Linked DNA regions of Sus scrofa: regions 2 and 3 are each linked to region 1. A link is a contact called in public Hi-C and promoter capture Hi-C data. All regions are on one chromosome and are shown on one strand. The core of a region is the stretch at or near the end of the contact, and the rest is flanking DNA. Distances in the headings are between cores, read along the strand shown.

Region 1 (3,449 bases), core at 637-3,136:
ATATATCTAATAAGGGTGTAGTATTCAGAATATATAAAGAATTCTTAAAATTCAACATCAAGACAAGCCAATTCAAATACATGAAAAGACCTCTTATGCACTGCTAGTGGGATTATGAAACGGTACAACTTCTATGGAAAAAAGAGCGGATGTTCCTTAAAAAAATAAAAATAGAACTACCATATGATCCAGCAATCCAACTTCTGGGTATATATTCAAAATAACTGAAAGCAAGGTCTCGAAGAGATATATGCACACTTAACGTTAATACCAGCAGTATTCACAAAAGCCGAGAGGTAGGAAAAACCCAAATGTTCATTGACAGATGAGTTGATAAAATCTGAGAGATGGGATGTAATCTTGGAAAGAAAATATTTTTATTTTGAATGCAAGAGGTCTTTTAAGAAAAATATACCCCTAGCCTGGGAAATTCCATATGCCGCGGGAGTGGCCCAAGAAATGGCAAAAAGACCCCCCCCCCAAAAAAAAAAAACAACAGTGGTTAACGAATCCGACTAGGAACCATGAGGTTGCGGGTTCGATCCCTGCCCTTGCTCAGTGGGTTAACGATCTGGCGCTGCCATGAGCTGTGGTGTAGGTCGCAGACGCGGCTCGGATCCAGCATTGCTGTGGCCCTGGTGTAGGCCAGCGGCTTCAGCTCCGATTAGACCCCTAGCCTGGGAACTTCCATATGCCGCGGGAGCGGCCCAAGAAATGGCAAAAAGACCAAAAAAAAAAAAAAAAAAAAAGAAAAATATGAAGTAAATATGTAATAGATAATAAATGTTCCTTCAGGGTACTGTTAGATAGACGTTAGATCTGGGTTCTCATTCTCCCAGGAATGTTCTGGAGGACTATCAAATGCACTGTGTCTTTCCCACATCTGTCTTCTATTAAGAGTTGTATCATTACTGATTCAAGATTTACTCTAATACACTTATTCTCCCTCTGCTGGTCGGCTCCATACTATCACACTCTGCTAGACTAATGCATATCACAGCTAGGGTTATGATCATTTAACACATATTTACTGAGCCTTACTTATTATATGCCATGCACTTTGGCGCCTCCTGAGTATACCACAGTGAAGGTAAGTCATGAGCCTGGGCTAATTTACCATCTAGGAGGCGAAAGAGACCATAAGCAAACCATTTATATATCATGAGTACACAGTACTGTAAAGGGAACTAGTGCTATACTAGAGAATACAATTTCTGGTTTTGAGATTAGGAAAGGCTTCTCTTAGGAAAGACATCTAATCTTAAAGACTGGTAGGGCATTAAGGAATAGCGACAGGTGAGTTTGGGACTGCGGAAATTTTCTGTGAAGTCAGGTTAAGAAATTTGAAAAGCACTGCAGCGGAAAACGGTGCATTGCTAGCAAGGGAGTGAAAGAATTTTGCGTTTTAAAAGGATCGCAGAAGCAAGACAGCAGGGAGACTTCATGCTTTATGTAGAGGCACCAGGACTTGGTAATTAAGGTTACCCGCTTGCGCGACGGGGTGGCAGAGTGCATCTGCTGTGCTAGAACGATAACTGCAGAGCGGTTAGAGGATTAGCGGATGATCGAGTGCTTAAGGAAAATACAAATGGCAGCGTTCAAAGCGTCTTGTTCTAAACAGCCGGCACCAGGGCAGGGAACACTCCTAAAGAGGAAATCTTCCGAAGGAGGCTGAGGTCCAGGAGAGCCCAGATCCTGCTCTCCTTTGGTATCATCAGAAGCAGTGCCTGGGACGGAGCAGGTCTCCCCTCCACGGGAGGAGAACACTGCAAAGTAGAGGTGATGGAGATTCTAACCTTCAGAACTAAACCCGGAAGCCTCACTAGAGCGGCCCGCGGAGTTTATCTTCCAATCGCTCTTTAGCCCCCACCCAGAAGTACCGCCCACTCACGCTCACTTCCGCTATCCCAAGCGTTCGACCATCTCGCGAGAACTGGAAGCGCCTATGTGACCTGGGCTAAGCGGAAGTTGGATCTCTTTTTCGTGGCGCCTCGGAGGCGGTCGGCCGCTTGAGGATGAAGGTAGAAACTGCTGAAGAGTGTTGGGCCAGGCTTGAAGAACGTGGGTCGAACTCCCGGACACAACGTTGCCGGAGTCTTAGCTCTTCAAAATTCTGGGTCTAGATAGAGAAGGGTCTGAGGAAGGAGAAGGATCGCTTTTCTGGTGCTGGAGCTCTTTGGGAGAGCGGATGGCGAGCGATTGCAGCTGGAGCTGTGCCGGGCTCGAGGAGCGCCATGGTGGCGTCCTGCCGCCAAGCCAGGATAGAGACGGCGCTGCTGCCCTATTGGCGGCGTGTAGGTCGGCCTCCTTGCTCTGAGAGAGCGAACGGCTGCGGAGCCGCTTTCCCCCGGGCTTCTTTTCGCTAGGCCTAAAAAATGTGTCCTGTTTTTAGTACGGTGTTACGGTGATTATGCACACACGTGCTTTAGTGAGTAAAATTGGTGAGAAACCTTTCTGCAGTTTTTGTAGGGGTGACATGAAATGCTTTTTGTATCGGTTCTGCGATTTTCATGAAGTTCCTTTCCTCTCGTTCATAATTAGTTGAACATCTCTTTCCCGGCCACTGGCTGCCAAAAACTCATTGAAGTGGACGATGAGCGAAAACTTCGTACATTTTATGAGAAACGCATGGCCACAGAAGTTGCTGCTGACGCTCTGGGTGAAGAATGGAAGGTAAAAGTTAACTGCTGAATTGAATTGTTAGAGCTATTTAAGAGAAAGAATGGTAATTGGTAAACGCAGTAGGGTTCTGTCTTCTGATCTTGAGATGGTTCCAAATGTCACTTTTACAAGGTGGAGCTGTCATTTGGAGGGGTTACGTAGGTCAAATTAAAAAATACAGTTCTTGCTCTACGAACTAATGTTCTCCAAAGGGTATCCTCGAAAGTGCCAAGAAGGGTTGTTTCCTGATTTATTGCTCTTTGGTACTTTGTTTTTTTTAACATCTTTTGTCCCCAGGAGCTGTTCTGGTAAAGCACAGGTTAAAAATACGACCTGATTGAAAGGAATTTGTTAACTGAACTTGGCAAATTGGAAGTATAGCCAAAATTTAGTGACCAGAGCAAAAGATTAAGTTTGAAATTGGTGTTAATGAACTGTACTTGTAAAATTGAAGGTGTACTTCAAAGAAGCCACAATCCTTTGTCCTGTAATGTGTTGCTGTATTCTTTTGCAGGGTTATGTGGTCCGAATCAGTGGTGGGAACGACAAACAAGGATTCCCCATGAAGCAGGGTGTCTTGACCCATGGCCGAGTCCGCCTGCTACTGAGTAAGGGGCATTCCTGTTACAGACCAAGGAGGACTGGAGAAAGAAAGCGCAAATCAGTTCGGGGTTGCATTGTGGATGCCAATCTAAGTGTTCTCAATTTGGTCATCGTAAAAAAAGGTGAGACTTGTTCTTGAGATAATTTTCATTGACACTAATTTAAAGCTGATTGTCCGATTTTTT
Region 2 (3,449 bases), core at 698-3,197, 330 kb after region 1:
TGCTAAGGCAATGGGAGCCAAGATCACAAAATTAAGTTAACTTGTTAGGCAATACTTGTGGGCAGTCAGAATCTAGAGATTTAGTATTAACCATGTTCAAATTATTTCAAATAAGACCATATTTTAAATTGCTAACAAGCAAATGTTTATTCATGATTGAAGCCAAGTAGAATTTATAAATGCATTTTAATACCTTGCTGATAAAATAACATTCCATCTTTGCAATCAAGGAATACAGGAAGGTAATGTAAAGGCTTTGATGTGTATATCTTTATAACCAGGTAATCAGAGCACACACACACACCACCTACTTTACTGTTTACCATACCAACTTTTCAGAAAGGCCATCTTGAAAGCTCTACTGGATAGCTGAGTAAATAGCGTCCAAGGCTTAAAGATTGGGGAGCAGGGAAGAAAGAGAAGGAAGGAGTAAGCAGCACACATTTCAAAGCCCACTTTTAAGCACACAACATTATGAATATTAAAAAGAAAAGGATGCGGGTGGGGGTGGGGGGAGAAAGGCAATTCAGCATTTTCAGAAAGCGTATTTTGGCAGTATTCAACGCATAAGGAGGCTGTGCTTGGGGCCGTCCACTCTCTCCAGCTTCTCAAAGTGTTTCCTGGCATTGCGAATGTTGATCAGTGTAGCTGCAGAAGGGATCGAGGGATCAGACATAACCACCATCACGTAGGTGTTTGATGTGAAGATGTCGATGAAAGCAGCGAAGTTAGAATTCCTAACCTCCATGCTCTGGAAGGAAGCGGCCAATTTACTGCAGCTCAGCTTGAACTGCTTAATAATATTGCTGATCTTCTCGAACCGATGGACATCGCGCTGCTCTTTGCACTGGTAATGGGAAATGACCAAGAAGGTTGCTCTCTCGAACAGCAGAACTTCATCGGCCTCAATAATTTGGGCAAAATTCCTGAGGTTCATCTCCAGCTGCTGAACATTGGGAATCAGCTGATAGACGATGCTAGACCAGGCTTTGTAGAGCGTTTCATCCCAGATGGATGTTCGGAAACAGGCGCACTCGAGAGGGCGAGACAAACGCCTCAGGTCTTCCTCTCGCTCTTTAAAAATCAGGTCACGCTGATCTTCCTGAACCAGATCCATTTTGTGCACCAGGCAGAAGATTTTAGCATCAGGAGAGTTCTGGAGGATGGCCTCCAGACAGGACTGGTAATAATGCATGTCCTTTTCCAGTTCGCGGCTCTCCACGTCGAACACGTAAATCAGGACCTCGACATTACGGAAAATGTTGTCTCGCTGGCTGGTGAAATAATTTTCCATGAAGGTGTCCTGACCGCCACAGTCCCACAGGTTCAGCACCAGGTTGCCCAGAAATCGTACGTGGGAGTGCTCCACATCAATGGTGGCACCGAGGCGCCGGGTGTCGCGAGCGATATAATTTGCAAAGATAATCGACCTCATGCTGGTCTTCCCCGACCCGCTCTTCCCCATCAACAGCACCTTTTTCTTCATGGCTGTATTTGGCATCACCCGCCGGAGCTGCCGCGGACTGGGCCTCAGGGCGCGGCCTAACTGCAGCGCGGAGGGAGGGAAGGGGCCGGAGTCGCGGGGGCTCGCTGACTGGGCCCGCCGCTGTGCAGTCGGGGAAGCCGAAGGTGCGAGCTCGGGGCTGGAAAGGCCGCCACGAGTGAGTTCTTGCTCAGAGGAGAGCGCCGGTGGGGGGCGGACAGCTGCAGCAGCTCCGGAAAAACGCTGGCCTTCCGGAGAGAGTCTCTGCGTCTCCGCTGCCACCCACTTCCGGGGGCGATCTCGCGAGAACCCGCGCTCTCGGCCGTCGCTGCCCAACGAGCTTCGATAAACTGCTCTTTTACTGACACTCTGCAGGGCCCATCCGAAAGAGAAAATGGGGGGAGAACCCAGGACTCTGGCGTTCTGTTCTCCTAATAAACTGAGGTTACGATTGCAAGGTGTACGTATGTGGGCGGTTGGACCAATGCTGCCATCTCGTGGCTGAAACCCCCAACACACCGCTACCTTCCTTAAGACCGCGCTGTGGTTTGAGGTGGTTTTAGGCGCGGGCCGCAGACGGGTGAAGCAAAGGAAGATTTAATTTGTCAGCCCAGTTAGACCTCCCCAGATTCCCTGGTTTACTGAATGGGGCAGGACTTATGAAAACTATAGAGATGTGCAAAAGTAAGTGATTGCTCAGTGCTACACAGCTGAATGGTCGTAAATCCCTACTGGGAGATATCCTGACTCCCAGCTAGTGCTTTTTCCATTTGGAAGCAAGTTCCTTTCTTACACCTGCTTTCCCGGTAATCTCAGACTTTGGAATTTAGATCAGAATTTCAGCTCGAGGAAACTATAATATGGAACCCGTACATTACTTAATTTTCACAATAACCCTGTGAATAAATAATCCTATTTTCAAATAAGTCAGTCGAAGCTTATAGGGGTTAATACAGGTCTATTAAATGCTGAAATGCAGTTTATTTTTTAAAATACAAATTGTATATATTGAAGGTGAACAACATAATTTGATACACACAATAAAATGATTAAGGTCAAGCTAGCATATCTTGTATAGTTACGTTTTTTGTCCGTGTATATGGTGAAAGCACCTGAAATCTATTCCCTTAGTAAACCTCCAGTATTCAGTAGTTTTGACTATAGTCATCGTGCTGTAGGTTTGATCTCTAAACTTATCCTACATAACTGCAACTTTGTACCCTTTGACCAATGCCTTCCCATTACCTCTGCTTCTTCCTAGGAACAACCATCCTTCTCTCTGCTACTATGAATTTTGACTTTTTAAGATTCTACATGTAAATGATATAATGTAAGGTTTTTTCTTTTTATGTCTGACTTATTTCACTCAGTCTGATGACTTCCGGTTTTATCCTTTTTGTTGCCAGTAGTAGGATCTCCTTTCTGAAGTGAATAATATTTTGTTCTTTTTTTTTTTTGTCTCTCTAGGACAGCACCCCTGGACATAGAGAAGTTCTCAGGCCAGGGGTGGAATCTCTAGCCGCCGGCCTGCACCACAACCACAGCAACTCCAGATCCAAGCCACATCTGCGACCTACACCACAGCTCACAGCAACACCAGGTCCTTAACCCACTGAGTGAGGCCAGGGATCATACCTGAATCCCCATGGATATTAGTCGGGTTTGTTACTGCTGAGACATGATGGAACGCCCACCATTTCTTTTTTTAAGTTAAAGTTTTGATTTTATGTTTATCTTTTATTATAAAAACTCATTATAGAGTTTTATTTTTTTCCACTATAGCTGGTTTACAGTGTTCTGTCAATTTTCTCCTGCATAGCAAGGTGACCCAGTCACACATACATGTATACATTCTTTTTTCTTACATTACCATGCTCCATTACAAGTGACCAGACACAGTTCCCAGTGCTATACAGCGGGATCCCATTGCTTATCCATTCCAAAGGCAGTAGTTTGCATCTATTAA
Region 3 (3,449 bases), core at 304-2,803, 280 kb after region 1:
TTGAAGGAAAGCCTGGACACAAGGAATTTAAACCATTTGCTGAGAGGGTGACAGTAGAGGCCAAGTTGGAGAATAGCATAGTTGAGAGGGCTGTCCTTGGGCCAGACCTCCTGGTGGCCAAATTATACTGGGGTTAGCAGTATTGCAGAAAAAGATCGTTCATTTAAAGGTTTGAGGTTGTCTAATCTAAGATCTTTCCCATGTTTGAGGAGTCATCCCAAGGGAGAGTGTTTTGCCTATGCAGACTGACAGTTGTCCATAAGGACAACTAGAAGGAAGATAGGAGAGAGACTTTTGAGGGCAGGGGCTATTCTGGGAATCCCCAAATTCCCAAAGGGCATCCCCCTGTGGGACCTAGAGAGATTCGTTCTGGAGTCGACCTAGAGAGATTCATTCTGGAGTCGGATGTCCAGGAGTCTCAGAAATGAATCAGTGACTTGATCCAGCAATCCCACTCCTGGGCATCTATCCAGAGAAAACCATGACTCGCAAAGACACATGTACTCTGATGCTCATTGTAGCACTATTTTCAATAGCCAAGACATGGAAACAACCTAAATCTCCATCAACAGAGGAGTGGATCAAGAAGATGTGGTACATATACACAATGGAATATCACTCAGCCATTAAAAGGAAGGAAACACTGGCATTTTTAGCAACATGGATGGACCTAGAAATTATCATGCTAAGTGAAGTCAGCCATACAATGAGACACCAACATCCAATGCTTTCACTGACATGTGGAATCTGAAATAAGGACACAATGAACTTCTTTGCAGAAGAGATACTGACTCACAGACTCTGAAAAACTTATGGTCTCCAAAGGAGACAGTTTGGGGGGTGGGGGGATGTGCTGGGATTGTGGGATGGAAAGCCTATAAAATTGGATTGTGATGATCATTGCAAAACTACAAATGTAATAAATTCATTGAGTAATAAAAAAAGAAAAACTGAGTGTTGATTGTACAGAAAAAAAAAAAAAAGAAAGAAAGAAAAAGAAAATGAATCAGTGCCAAGAGGAAAGTGAGTCCCCCCTGCCCCAGGTCAAATTCCGACCTAGATAGTGACAGATCCGACGCTGGAATTTCTGTCCCTCAGATTCTGTCACTGTTTTCCCGAGAATGTCCCTTGAGAGACTTAAACAGCTTGTGCTTTCTTTGGCTGGCGACAATGAGGGTCTTGCCAAAAGTTGAAGTAAGAGAATTCGGTCAGTGAGGTTTCCCCCGTACATGCCACCAGGGGTGAAGGGAACATTCAGCACTTGAGGGCATAGAAGATTTTTACTAATAGACCCGAGGATCAGAAGTTAGGCGAATTGCTCAGACTTAGACATGTACCCTCACATGCTTTTTCTACAATAGTGAACAACAGTCTACGTTTTTTGCCTGACGTAATAAGCCTACACGAGCAAAAGGAACCACAGAGATCAGAAAAATAGAATCAGAAAGCGCGAAACCGGAAAGAGTCCGCAAAATGCACAACCCCGGCAGTGCGTTGAGGGTCTAGTAAGATCTTGGTTGGTTAGGACCAGAAGGGGCGGAGAGAGGGCGCATTGCATGGCGGGAGAGACAATTCTCCGCGGAAGTCCCTCCTCCTCTGAAAACCGGGCGGTGTCGGCGCCAACCGCTTTCCGGGCAGCGCGGGAAGCTCGGTTTGTGGTGGTTTCCTTTTGACCGCTGTCCCATACTATCCTTAGAGGCTTTATATCCCTGAGACGTTACAATTTCAGGCCATTCGAGGCATTTGAGGCTATTTAAGACGAAATGGCTTCGGGCGAGAGAGGAGAAGGCGGTGGTAATGGAGGTGCTGCTGCCACCTCAGGCTGCCGGTAGGGAGGGAGTCTGAGGAACCTCTTAGTCGTTGGAGCCTGAGCTTTTTTCCTTTGGCGGGTCCCTGCCTGCTGCTAAGATGAGCTCTGCCTGCATCACTTCTTTCGAGAAGGAGCATCTCTGGATGTATCTGCGGGCACTCGGCTTCGACCCGGGCCCGGCGACCATAGCCTGCGGAAAGATCGTGTCTCACACGCACCTCGGAGTGTAAGGAGGCCCGGGCGGTGGGGCGGGAAAATCCGAACCCAGTCGCGCCGGGGCAACCCACTCTCTTGCGGACTTCCCAGGTGTTGAATTAAGTATTGGAGCGGTTGCTGTGGCCCGACACTGTCTTCTAGTTCCTGCTCTCAGTGGCTGCTAGCCTGGCGATGGAAACTATCAATTATTGGACCTTGCTGGGAGCGCTTTGTAGGGGAGTAGAGTCAGCAAGTGGGGTAAAAACTGGAGGGGCGGCTTATTTCTGCTTTGGAAGCAAGCTGAGTAGTCCGTGATGTCGAGGTAGAGGTGGCGGCTTGGTAATGGAAGGACGTGTGCAAACGCCTTTAGGACTCTAGGGAACCTTGTAAAGTGGTTACTCTTTATATTTCTACTTCTTGAATTAGCAAATTGCATGAACTTGCCACAGTTAGCAAAAAACTGGTAGAGAGAATGGTGTTAAGATGAAGAGTAAATCCATTTCCTACTTTGCCACAAATATTACAGTTGTTATTTCTAATACTGAATACTTTGTTTATATCTTTGTGTGTTAACTTGCCAACTTTAGGCAGTATCTATTATCTTTCTCACTGTAGGCCAGGGGAAATTTGAGATACATGGAACCAGCCACTTTTGCAACCTACACTACAGTTCATGGCAACGCCAGATCCTTAACCCACTGAGTGAGGCCAGGGATAGAACCTGTGTCCTCATGAATGCTAGTCAGATTTGTTTCCTCTGAGCCATGAGGGGAACTCCATGTATGTTTTTCTTAATTGGCTGTAAGTATGTGTACGTGAATTACAAAAATTAATTTGCCATGACCTATTGAACAGAATTAAAAATATTAATTTTTTTTTTTTTTTTTTTTTGCTTTTTCAGGGCACACCCATGGTATATGGAGGTTCCTAGGCTAGGGGTCTAATTGGAGCTGCAGTTGCCGGCCTATGCCAAAGCTGCAGCAATGCCAGATCCGAGCCACATCTTCGACCTGTACCATAGTTCACGGCAACACTGGATCTTTAACCCACTGAGCAAGGCCAGGGATCGAACCCACAACATGGTTCCTAGTTGGATTTGTTTCTGCTGCACAATGATGGGAACTCCGAAAAATACTAATTGGTATCAAACTGTTATAAAACTTTTAATGATGTTTAGTTTTATTAACCATTCCCCCTCACCCTCTTCTGTTTCTTTTCAAACCACTAGGAACATGTTTGATAGGCTGAACCGTGATGCCTTTCAAATAGTTTGTTATTTTTTGTTTCAAACACTGGACCAGTCTCTCACCAAAGAAGTTTTCAAGTAAGTAAAAGATGTTCCTTTTTTTTTTTTTGATAAGGGATTATGCTATGATATAAGCCAAAATTTCTACTTTGGCATCGAATATTGTTTTCAATGGGTGTTAGAAAAATCAGGTTTGGG

What was found. Promoter capture Hi-C pulls out the DNA fragments that hold promoters and counts their contacts. Hi-C and Micro-C count contacts between places; a contact is called where the count stands out from the background.
Region 2: a contact with region 1 is called in a promoter capture Hi-C map of fetal liver, with 4 times the contacts expected there. The contact joins the promoter of RRAGA here to the promoter of RPS6 in region 1. A contact is called at or near these places in 2 of 5 promoter capture datasets (fetal liver and liver), 6 of 47 Hi-C or Micro-C datasets (alveolar macrophages, embryonic fibroblasts, epiblast stem cells and 2 more) and 1 of 2 datasets of contacts at active chromatin or transcription factors (alveolar macrophages).
Region 3: a Hi-C map of liver shows a contact between it and region 1, with 9 times the contacts expected there. The contact joins the promoter of HAUS6 here to the promoter of RPS6 in region 1. A contact is called at or near these places in 3 of 5 promoter capture datasets (fetal liver, fetal skeletal muscle and liver), 7 of 47 Hi-C or Micro-C datasets (embryonic fibroblasts, heart right ventricle, liver and 2 more) and 1 of 2 datasets of contacts at active chromatin or transcription factors (alveolar macrophages).

What each region holds. Positions count from the first base shown.
Region 1 is chr1:203,442,474-203,445,922 of Sscrofa11.1, forward strand. RPS6 (40S ribosomal protein S6) reads left to right here and starts at 1,887. Exons shown (of 6, transcript XM_003121890.4): 1 at 1,887-2,021; 2 at 2,542-2,673; 3 at 3,176-3,386. The coding sequence starts at 2,016.
Region 2 is chr1:203,772,633-203,776,081 of Sscrofa11.1, forward strand. It overlaps RRAGA (ras-related GTP-binding protein A), which reads right to left and starts at 1,948. Exons shown (of 1, transcript XM_005660087.3): 1 at 1-1,948. The coding sequence starts at 1,501. The coding sequence ends at 560.
Region 3 is chr1:203,718,700-203,722,148 of Sscrofa11.1, forward strand. HAUS6 (HAUS augmin-like complex subunit 6) reads left to right here and starts at 1,554. Exons shown (of 17, transcript XM_013993527.2): 1 at 1,554-1,651; 2 at 3,234-3,329. The coding sequence starts at 1,557.